2 separate regions of the Sus scrofa genome follow, and region 2 is linked to region 1. A link is a contact called in public HiChIP or PLAC-seq data. All regions are on one chromosome and are shown on one strand. Each heading gives the region's core, a stretch centred on a gene start, on an enhancer-like site or on the middle of the called end of the contact. The rest is flanking DNA. Distances are from core to core; before and after follow the strand shown.

Region 1 (4,903 bases), core at 971-3,470:
AATCAAACCCACACTTCTGCCGCAACCCCAACTGAGGCAGTCAGATTCTTAACTCACTGCATCATGATGGAAGTCAACCAATTTTCTTACCTTCTTCAAACCAGCCTGGCCTACTCAAGGCCAATAAGTGTTTGAAAAGAATGTATATATGTGTATGACTGAGTCACTTTGCTGTAGAGCAGAAACTGGCACAACATTGTAAATCAACTATACTTTAATTTAAAAATGGTATCACTACAGAGCTTATGAACTTTAAATAAATAAATAAATAAATAATAAACGTTTGAATGAATGGTCACCTGGCCTGTCTGAAATGCCCTTCTCCTCACCAGGTTGTGGTGAGCTGTTGCTCATTCTTCAAAGCTAACTCAAATATCCTTCATAATGCCTTTTTTTTCCAACAGACACCCCTAAGCAGAGTTCGAAACTTTCACATGGGGTGTCCCACTAAATAGATTTCTTTCCTCTCAGAGATTTTTTTTTTTTTTTTTGTCTTTTTAGGGCTGCACCTCAGCATATGGAGGATCTCAGGCTAGGGGTTGAATTGGAGCTGCAGCTGTCAACCACAGTCACAGCAATGTGAGATCCAGGCCGTGTCTGTGACCTACACCACAGCTCAAGGAAATGCCGGATCCTTAACCCACTGAGCGAGGTCAGGGATTGAACCTGTGTCCTCATGGATTCATTTTCTCTGAGCCATGACAGGAACTCCTCCTCCTAGAGATTTAAGCACATTATATTATATATTAAGTGTGCACATGTGACCCCCTCCCCAAATCCACCCCCCACTACCCCAGAACCTGGGTTTAACTAAGGCAGAATCGCTTCTTAGTGATCTTTTTATCCCTAGCACTAGTCTAACATATAGTTAAGTGCTCAATAGGTACTAACAAGCAAGTTGAGAATACAGCTGAAGTCAAGTTAGAAATGGGGTCGGAGAGTCAAGGGGCCCAGCAAATAAATTGGAAGAAGTTCCTAAAACTGGGGACAGGGGTCAGGGAGATGGAGGGGATTGGGGAAAGCTCTCATCTCTCTTCAACATATTAGATAATACCTAGGAGGTAATAAACTGCATCTTTGTGCTGTGAAGTCTTGAACACTGTTGTATTCAGCACAATGGAATGAACTTTCAATAACTGTTTAGGAAAATAAAGGCAAGGAACAATTCCTGAATGTGCTTCCATGACAAGAAAAGAAAAAAGTTCACTCTCTGAAGTCACAGATAAGGACAAATCCCCATTAGTGAATTTTGGGTTAACTCAAAGCTTCAACTTTCCAAATTTCAAGAGGGAAACATTTGGAAGGGAAAAAAAATGTCTATACCTGCAAGTGGAGCAGTGCTGAGTACCTCCGAACCTAAAAGAACTGGCATCTCTAGTTTTCTGTCTTTTAGAAGAAAGCTCGTAAATGCCTCCAGCTTGTATAATTAAAGTTTATGACAGGCAATGCTATCACTCCCAACGTCCCACAGTTGATGAGATGGGGAGACGTCCAGGAAGGCTGGGAAGAGCTTGCAGTTACCTCACAGATTCGCGGAACCCATCTCTCTAATCTGTATGACTCACACATATTGGACTTGAGTCTGAAGCCCAAGACTATTTCACAAGAAATGAAACTTAGAATTTCTCAAAGAGCAAATAATACATCCTTCATGCCTGGGCAAGAGCACTGGGGCAGGCTCAGCATGCATCTGTGAACATGGATAGGAGGATAAGCATACGGATATGCGTGTTTAGAGGAGGCAGAAATGTATTTGTGTGTCTGTGTGTGTGTGTGTCTGTGTGTCTGGGCAGTTATCTCTCTGTATTTTTGAGGTACAGGAATTTGTAAGCCCTGACGCAAAAACAGGGAAAAAAAAAAAAAAAAGACATCCAGAAGTCAGAAAAATGAGAACCACAGTCACGGCTGGGGTAGGATATGTGAGAACTGGAAGGTGAATTGACCAAGGGGCTGAGGGACCCACAGAGGGGTGCAGGCCTGGCTCTCTGCTCAGCCCTGCCTCCTAACCAGCAGAACCTGAAGACAGACAGTCAGGCCTCACATTCAGAAAACGTGCTCTGGGAAGACACCGTTGTACAGACTGCTGGTTCATCAGAGGACACGAAAAACAGCAGGTTTGACAGGAATGGCATCCGTGCTGCCGACAGCTCTGCTGTGCTCTGAGCCACAGCAAGGCTCTGAGGGAAGTAGGACAAAAGGGCATTGATGCTCTCTGGCCCCATGTGAATGAGAGAAAGTTGTGTAAGGGGCCAGAGGGCAGGGAGAATGAATGGCATCATTGAGAGCCAGAAGCCCAACAGAAAGGATGGGGCAGGAACATTTTCCTCTCTACGTTCCATCCACACAGTCCCTAGAATTTTTCCCTGTATACTCGGGAACCCGGTCAATATTAATTAGAAAGAAGGAAAAAGCATACTTAGAAGCATGAAGTACCATTGAAAAATACTGCACATGGGGTGGGGGGGGGGTAGAGAGAGAGGAAAAAAAAAATGCGGAAGCAGACTCATTTTGAAAGCTGGGGTCAAATATGTAAGCCTTCAGCCTAACTGCAAAACTGAATCTGAGTTTCTTGCATAAATTCTCTGTTAAGATCTTAAGGCAGACAGGACAGAGTCAGCGACAGCAGCGAATGAAAGTTTTCCTTTGCCTGCTTGTTTGTTTGTTGTTTTCTCTTGGAAGGAAAAGGAAGAGCTAAAGGTCTGGAACATCAGGCATTGCTGAAATTCTATGTTATTAATGAACTGGGAGCCTCAAAAGCAAGAGGCTTATTAGGAGCTTCTTCTAGAAGCTAGAAGGAAACGGAAAACCTGCCAATGAACAGCAGGAACATCTAAATCATCACACTTAGGAGGAGAACTGGAAAAACAAGACAGCATTTTACCCTCCGCAGAAAAATAATAGTGAAAGAAAGCCTTCATTGAGTATATACATGGAATGTCTTAAGTCAGGCTGCTAAATGAATAGCTGCTGTTGATGAAGGCAAGAAGATAAACAGGCATTCATAATGGTCAGAGGGGGCGGGAGCAAGGGCTGGGGGGTAGAGGGTACCTTCAATTCTAGATCACAGATTTAACACACCCCAGGTAGAACTGACTCAGAAACAGCCAGCTGTTTGCTCCTGGGTCGGTGGCAAATACTAGGTTCAGCCTGTTAAAATAGAAGACAGTGTGGTGGCCTGAACCATATCACACAATCCGCCAATGTTTATCATATGTTTGCCATGTGTCGGGGGCCAAGCCAGCTACTGTAGGAGAGGCAGTGTAGCAAGGATTCATTCCTCTTCCATAGCGTTTCCTTGCATCTGGAGAAACAGAGTCTAGAATAAAAGGATACCCAGTCATGTAGCTCCCCAAATAGCACAGAATGGCCAAATTATAATGAATATTCCTGGAGTTGAAAGGAGGGCAAGCTTGCCAGGGTGTGAGGTATTTAAGTGGACTGTTCAGACACGAATGTCCATCTGAGCCGAAAGAGAGTTTAGAAAGCAATGCAGTCCTAAGCTCTACAGAAATGAGAAGACGAAGGTCCTGAGAAGCTGTATGTTTGTCCACAGTACCACAAGAACTGGTAGTCTTTTCTGAGGGATTTAGTCTCAGAATCCTAGGTCTACCATGTATTTTTGGCAAGTTATTTAGCCCATGTGCACTCAATTCATGAATAAAACAGGGAAAATATACCCAACACAAAATAAAGGGAGAATAAAGTACACATTATTATTATTGTTATTATTATTATTATTATAACAGTTATTTTTCAGCCGTAATATTCTTTTCCTCTGATTCAAACTCAGCCTCAGAACCCTTCTCAACACAGAACACCAGGCAGTCAAGCCATTCCTGGTTAAACAATTTCCGGTGATAGTAAAAAATCTTTTTTTTAATATATCAAAAAAGATCAAACATCTTTTTTTCAATATATCAATAAATACCAATGGTTTTTATTGGCAACAACGATCTATATACAGATTAAAAACGACTTTTTTTAAAGTTTACAATCTAACTCCTTAAACCAACATTATTGCTTGGTTTGATTTGCAGTTTCCAAGCCCCACTAGATCATCTCCATTAGTTCAAAACCAATTACTTGGATTCTCCAAAGTATCTGATGGCTCCTGTAGAGTATGCTTCAAATGCAGTTTACTCTCAGGGGTGGTGGGATGGAAGTTTATTGTATGGCATGTCATGTGCGCTGTTCATTAGCTCTCTTGTATTGAGAAAAGGTGAGTTTCCCTGCTCCTGACTTTCAGATGGGAGGCTGAGACCAGTTTTGGTCAGCTACGGCTGCTTTCAATGTTTGCCCCGCCATCGTTCAGCACTTTGCATCAAATGGGCAGAGTAAATCTAGGAGTCACCAAGTACTCAAGGTGGAAAGGAACCTCAGGAAGATTTAGTTCGTTCTGCTAGCTAATTCACAGCTCCCTGTCACTGAAGATGTCCTTCGGAGGTAAGATGGAAGCTACCTACCCTGTTTATTCAGTGAAAACAAATAAAGACACAATCAGGAGTTCCTGATCTAGCTCATTAGTAACCATGAGGATGTGGGTTCGGTGCCTGGCCTCGCTCAGTGGGTTAAGGATCCAGTGTTGCCATGAGCTGTGGTGTAGGTCACAGACGTGGCTGGGATCCCTGGTTGATGTGGCTGTGGTGCAGGCCCGCAGCTATAGCTCTATATAACAACCCCTAGCCTGGAAACTTCCATGTGCTGTGGGTGCAACCCTAAAAAGCAAAAAATAGACACATTCATTGCATGAAGAAAAGTCAAAACAGCTGGAGCAGGGGCACCTGTGAAAGAGAGAGAACCCACCTCATCCACAATTTCTCTTAGCAGGGCCATTGGCCATCTCCCCAGTGGAGAGACATTAAGCATTAAATTTGACATTAAATTTGACCTTAGACATTAAATT
Region 2 (4,882 bases), core at 1,213-3,712, 130 kb before region 1:
AGTGTATTTTACCCTGCCCTGTGCAATTAGGAGAAGCAGTAATCAGCATTTTACGAGAGTTGGGGAAAAACAGTAGAAAGCAGGGCTGGCCCAAGGCATGATGGTGAGATGCCCCCCCATTTTTTTTTAAGCCCTTGTCTCCTAACTTGTCATTTAACTTTTTGTGTGCCCTAATCTCTATGAAATCTTGTTCAGCCAAGGTTCAGTGGCCCTTCTAAGCCTCTTCTGTTGGAGGATAAACTGAGAGTGGACATGATGTAGTGCACAGCATGAGGCCTGAGACATAGGAGATGCTCAAAAATGGAGGTGCCCGCATCTTCCTCAGCATCCCCTAAACCTCAGCACTAAGGGATACTGGATTACGATGAAATTGCTTGCAAGTTTGAAGACTGAAGAACTTTGCTTGAACTTTTTGCTTGAAGACTGAAAAACTTTCTGAACATAGGAGCGCATGTGCATGTGCTGAAAGTCCTGCCTGTGTGTATGTCAAACCTTGGAAGCCTAGTAGGAGGTAGAGAAGAGATTCGATGTGGTAGCAAGTTGGGGAAGGCTTCCCTATTCCAAAAAGTGACAGCAACTGCCTCTTCATTAGACCAGCCTTGCAGGAAAAAAAGTGACAGTGTTAGTGAAGCTTGGGAGCCAGGCAGTGTCTGGGACCTGATGGTTCACACCAGAACCAGACAGTCCAAGGCCCTGGTACATTCCAAGCCCACTCCCCTGGCAGCCCACAGGCCTGGATTCTTCCATCTTTCTTCTGCCACTACCATTTGCAAAGGATCTGATTAGTTAGTTCATTTTTAAGGGCCATAGGGATAGAGGCAGATATCAGATTTGTGAGATCTGAAACTTACACAATGGCAGGAGCCCTCTTTCACAGAAAGAGTACAAGATAATAAGCAGTAGATACAAATGTGATTATTTAATTAGAAAAAGAAAAGAGCACTTGCAGCAGCTTGGGTCACCACTGTGGGGTTCAATCCCTGACCCAGGAGGGAACTTCCACATGCCATTGGCAGCCAAATAAACAAATAAATAAATAAGAAATCTCCACAAAATATATTCTTAAAACGCTGGAAAATACCACAAACATCACAAACTCCATAAAAATAATGTTTTTTTATTACCTTCCTGATATACCCCTGTGGTATATTAGTATATTTTTAGTACGTTTCTTGTTTTTTTGTTTTGTTTTTTGGTTGCAAACTCTGATTGCTCCCTCATGAATCTCCTTGATAGGAGAGAACTTTTGAGTTAACCACATTCATCCATGAGAACCAGAGATTTGCCTACAATTTTTCATGTAGGATGATGTGAAGAACTTTCCATAAGGAAGCTTTTGGCTCTGAACAATTTGGAACCTTTTTTAATCCTGTATAGCCACATACATCTGGCATTATAAGAGCATGCTCAGATCTCATTGAAACCTCTAATCCTATGTCCTTATTCCATGACCCCATATGAGTGGGCAGTGGAAGTATTTCTGAAAGTGCTCCTGCATGAGGTCAGGTAACCCAGCTTAGCTACACCTGGAAGCAATGGCAATCCACATAAATACATCCCACCAAACCCACTCTAAAAGGATTCCCAGTTCAATTCGCCATTCACCAAATACCCAAAGTGTCCTCAACTCATCTGACACCACCCAGTGTGAAGGGAGGTGGAGAGGAATTCCAAACAGAGAGAGATAGCATATGGTTAAATTGTTTCACTTTTCCAAATGTTGCAGAAGCATATGCCTGAACAAATGAGAATCCCCAAAGATTTAAATGTCTTTAGCTTCCTAGGAGATCCACCTCTGCACAAAGTCTATATCCCAAGACAGAATTTAGAGGATGAGGGCAGGTTCCTACCCTCCCCCACTGGTGGAAAGAACTCTTTGATGCTAAGGTATACTTGGTAACCTGTGGATACTTATACATATGTCATAAACAATAATACAAGTGTTATCACTAAAGTCCTCTGTGCACAAGCAGAGGCAATCTCAGAGGCAGAAATCATGATATCTGTCTCCCTGGAGAATGGAGGGGACATCTTCCTGAAACAGGAAGCACCTTCTTCCCTCCTACCCCTCCTCCAGCACCACCCAAGGCAACCTGAAGCAACTTAGATTATGTTAAGAAATGCTTTAATCCAGTTTAATAATTTTGTCTGATCCTTTAAATCCTAGCTCTACCCTGCCACCAAAAAGGTCTGTGAACTTGGACAAATTAGTTCACCTCTCTTAAGCGTCAGTTTCCTCATCTCTATAACGGCAATAATACTTGCTTTGCAGAAATGTGGAAAGGATTAAATGGATAGCATAGGGTAGCTGCTGGGCACCTAGTAGGTGACAAAGATACTGGAGCTATCGTACTTACTGTCCACGTTTCAAGAGTGACTCTAAGGGAAGAACCAAGAGGGGCCTCCTGGACACCTCAGGGTCCCGGGCCTCCAGATGTATCACACTTGGCACACAAGGTCAAACTATAAATACTATGGGGTGATGCTTTCAGTTTCAGTTTCTCTGTTTTGCCCCAGAGCCCAGTAGCAACCTAGGGCGAGTGACCATAGAAATAGGATAGCCATAGCACTCTGTGAACAGAGTTCGTTAATAAACATGAGGCTTTTAGAAGGCAACAGTAATTCAGTTCATGCTCAAAGCACCCTCATGACGCAGGGTCTAATTCTGAAACTACATAAGATTTGGGAAGTGTTCTAGCCTCAGATACTTTGCTGTTTGAACAAGAGCAGCAAATTGCCCCTTCTATGACTGCAAAGAACTGGACAAAGCCTTTGTAGGCTGTGGGGGTTCTGTCAAGATTTTTTATCTAAAGTGATCTGTCCTCAGGGGTCTAGACACTGCTGCTTGGATGTGTCACAAGCTCTGCCTAGCCCACAAAATCAGATAATTTGAAGCAGCAGATCACTGTTACTGATTGACTCTGACGCCAGATCACACTGGGCTGCAAATCCAGCTCTAATACTTACCATCTTTACAACCTTGGTCCAGCTACTTATATTCTTTGTGTCTTAAGTCCCTTATTCTAACATGAAGATAATAAAGCATTTACCTCATCAGATTGGAGTGAGTATTAGAATGAGAATTACATGAAATCATATTTCTCTAAGGCTTTATGCTGCACACTGCAAGTATTCCGTAATGGTTAGCACGAGCATTAAGTGAGAAATCTGATGATGTCCAGAAATTTTTGGTTTTATCGATCTGGTGCTCAGAAAAAAGGTTAACTACAGAGGTAGATTTTAGTTTTTCTGATTGTTAGTTTCCTGTGGCTGCTGTTCAATTTGGACTTTAAAACAACAGAAGTATATTCTCTCACAGTTGTGGGGGCCAGAGGTCCAAAATCCAGAATCAGTATCATGGGACCCAAGTCATGGTGCTGGCAGGCCACGCCCCCTCCCTCTGGAGACCCTGGGGAAGAATCCGTTTCTTGCCTCTTCCAGCTTCTGATGGCTGCCGGTGTTTCCTGGATTGCAACCTCATTATTCCACTCTCTGCCTCACATTGTCTTCTCCTCTGCTTTCTAGATCAAAACTTCATCTCCCTCTCTCTTTTAAAGAGGCAAATGTTAACACTGAAGTCCCCTCTCCGTAATGCAAAATAATCCAGGATACTCTCTCCATGTTAAGACCGTTGTCTTAATCCTGTCTACCAGCTAACATCTATAAATTCCAAGGATTGGAACTTGATATCCTTGGAGCCCATTCTTTAGCCTACTTCACTAGTTAATATATGATACTGTAAAACATGGATGAAGGTAAAATTTATAAGAAGAGAGATCTAAATATAGATCACTGGGAAGCAAAGAAAAATGAGCCACTACATGGAAGTGAGAAGCAGAGAGGAACAGCCCACGGAGACAACTATGGTAGGGGTTAGAGGGAGGATTTTTAGCCCACGGAGACAACTATGGTAGGGGTTAGAGGGAGGATTTTAGCCCATGGAGACAATTATGGTAGGGGTTAGAGGGAGGATTTTAGCTTCCGAGGGTATAGTACTTTCACAAAGGACAACACACCAGAAACACTTTGGAGAATCAAGGAGGGGGCCAAAAAGGAATCGTTGGGTTTGACTATTAGGAAAAATACCCATACATTTAGCCAATGTGGATTTATTCTCATGAGAGAAAGCCATACTTAATACTATGAAGTAAGTATGGAGTTACCTCTGTGGTATACTTGTGAGTAGGTATAGGTGGAAGGGAAAATGGTGCAAACACATCTTGGCAAGCCACTCTTCTACCTCACTCTCAAGCTGTATTTTCTTTGGATTCCCAACATCAAATGCTCAGAGCCTCTAAACTTCGCCAAGGTAGACACAGCCGACTTTAAAAGGGGAAAACAATGCCTCCTTCCTATACAAATATGTTTGCACTGCAGCTCCAGAGAGGTCAATGACAAAGGCTTATTCATCCTTATAATTGTTCCACTTAGGGTGTTAATGACTAGACCAGTCAAGTGGTAACATGTGTTTTTTTGTTTTGTTTTTGGTTTTTTTTTTTTGTTTTTTGGGTTTTTTTTTTTTTTTGCTTTTTTAGGGCCAAGCTGCAGCATATGGAGGTTCCCAGGCTAGGGGTCAAATCAGAGTTACAGCTGCCAGCCTACACCACAGCCACAGCAACATGGGATCTGAGCCGTGTCCGCAACCTACACCACAGCTCATGGCAATGCTGATCCCCAGCCCACTGGGCGAGGCCAGGGATCGAACCCACATCCTCATGGATGGTAGTGGGATTAGTTTCCACTGAGCCACGAAGGGAACTTCCAAGTGATGACATTTTTAGTCATTATACTCTTTTGCAATATCTTCTGAAGGACTCTAAATAGTAAACAGTTTAATTTTTTTCTAAAATATAAACATCATTTAGTCACTCAACAACCACCA

Evidence for each region. HiChIP or PLAC-seq counts read pairs in DNA pulled down with a chosen protein or histone mark.
Region 2: a contact with region 1 is called in an H3K27ac HiChIP or PLAC-seq map of alveolar macrophages. The contact joins two enhancer-like sites. A contact is called at or near these places in 3 of 47 Hi-C or Micro-C datasets (embryonic fibroblasts, fibroblasts and liver) and 1 of 2 datasets of contacts at active chromatin or transcription factors (alveolar macrophages).

What each region holds. Positions count from the first base shown.
Region 1 is chr1:84,390,053-84,394,955 of Sscrofa11.1, reverse strand. No RefSeq gene overlaps it. Among named protein-coding and RNA genes, the nearest start is that of RPL18, 14 kb to the right of the region's middle. Within about 2 kb of position 2,220, at least 31 of the 83 cell types and tissues checked have an H3K27ac peak or open chromatin away from gene starts, as enhancers often do. A contact at or near this core is called in alveolar macrophages and liver, where this site is marked.
Region 2 is chr1:84,523,736-84,528,617 of Sscrofa11.1, reverse strand. No RefSeq gene overlaps it. Among named protein-coding and RNA genes, the nearest start is that of FAM46A, 19 kb to the left of the region's middle. Within about 2 kb of position 2,462, at least 9 of the 83 cell types and tissues checked have an H3K27ac peak or open chromatin away from gene starts, as enhancers often do. A contact at or near this core is called in alveolar macrophages and liver, where this site is marked.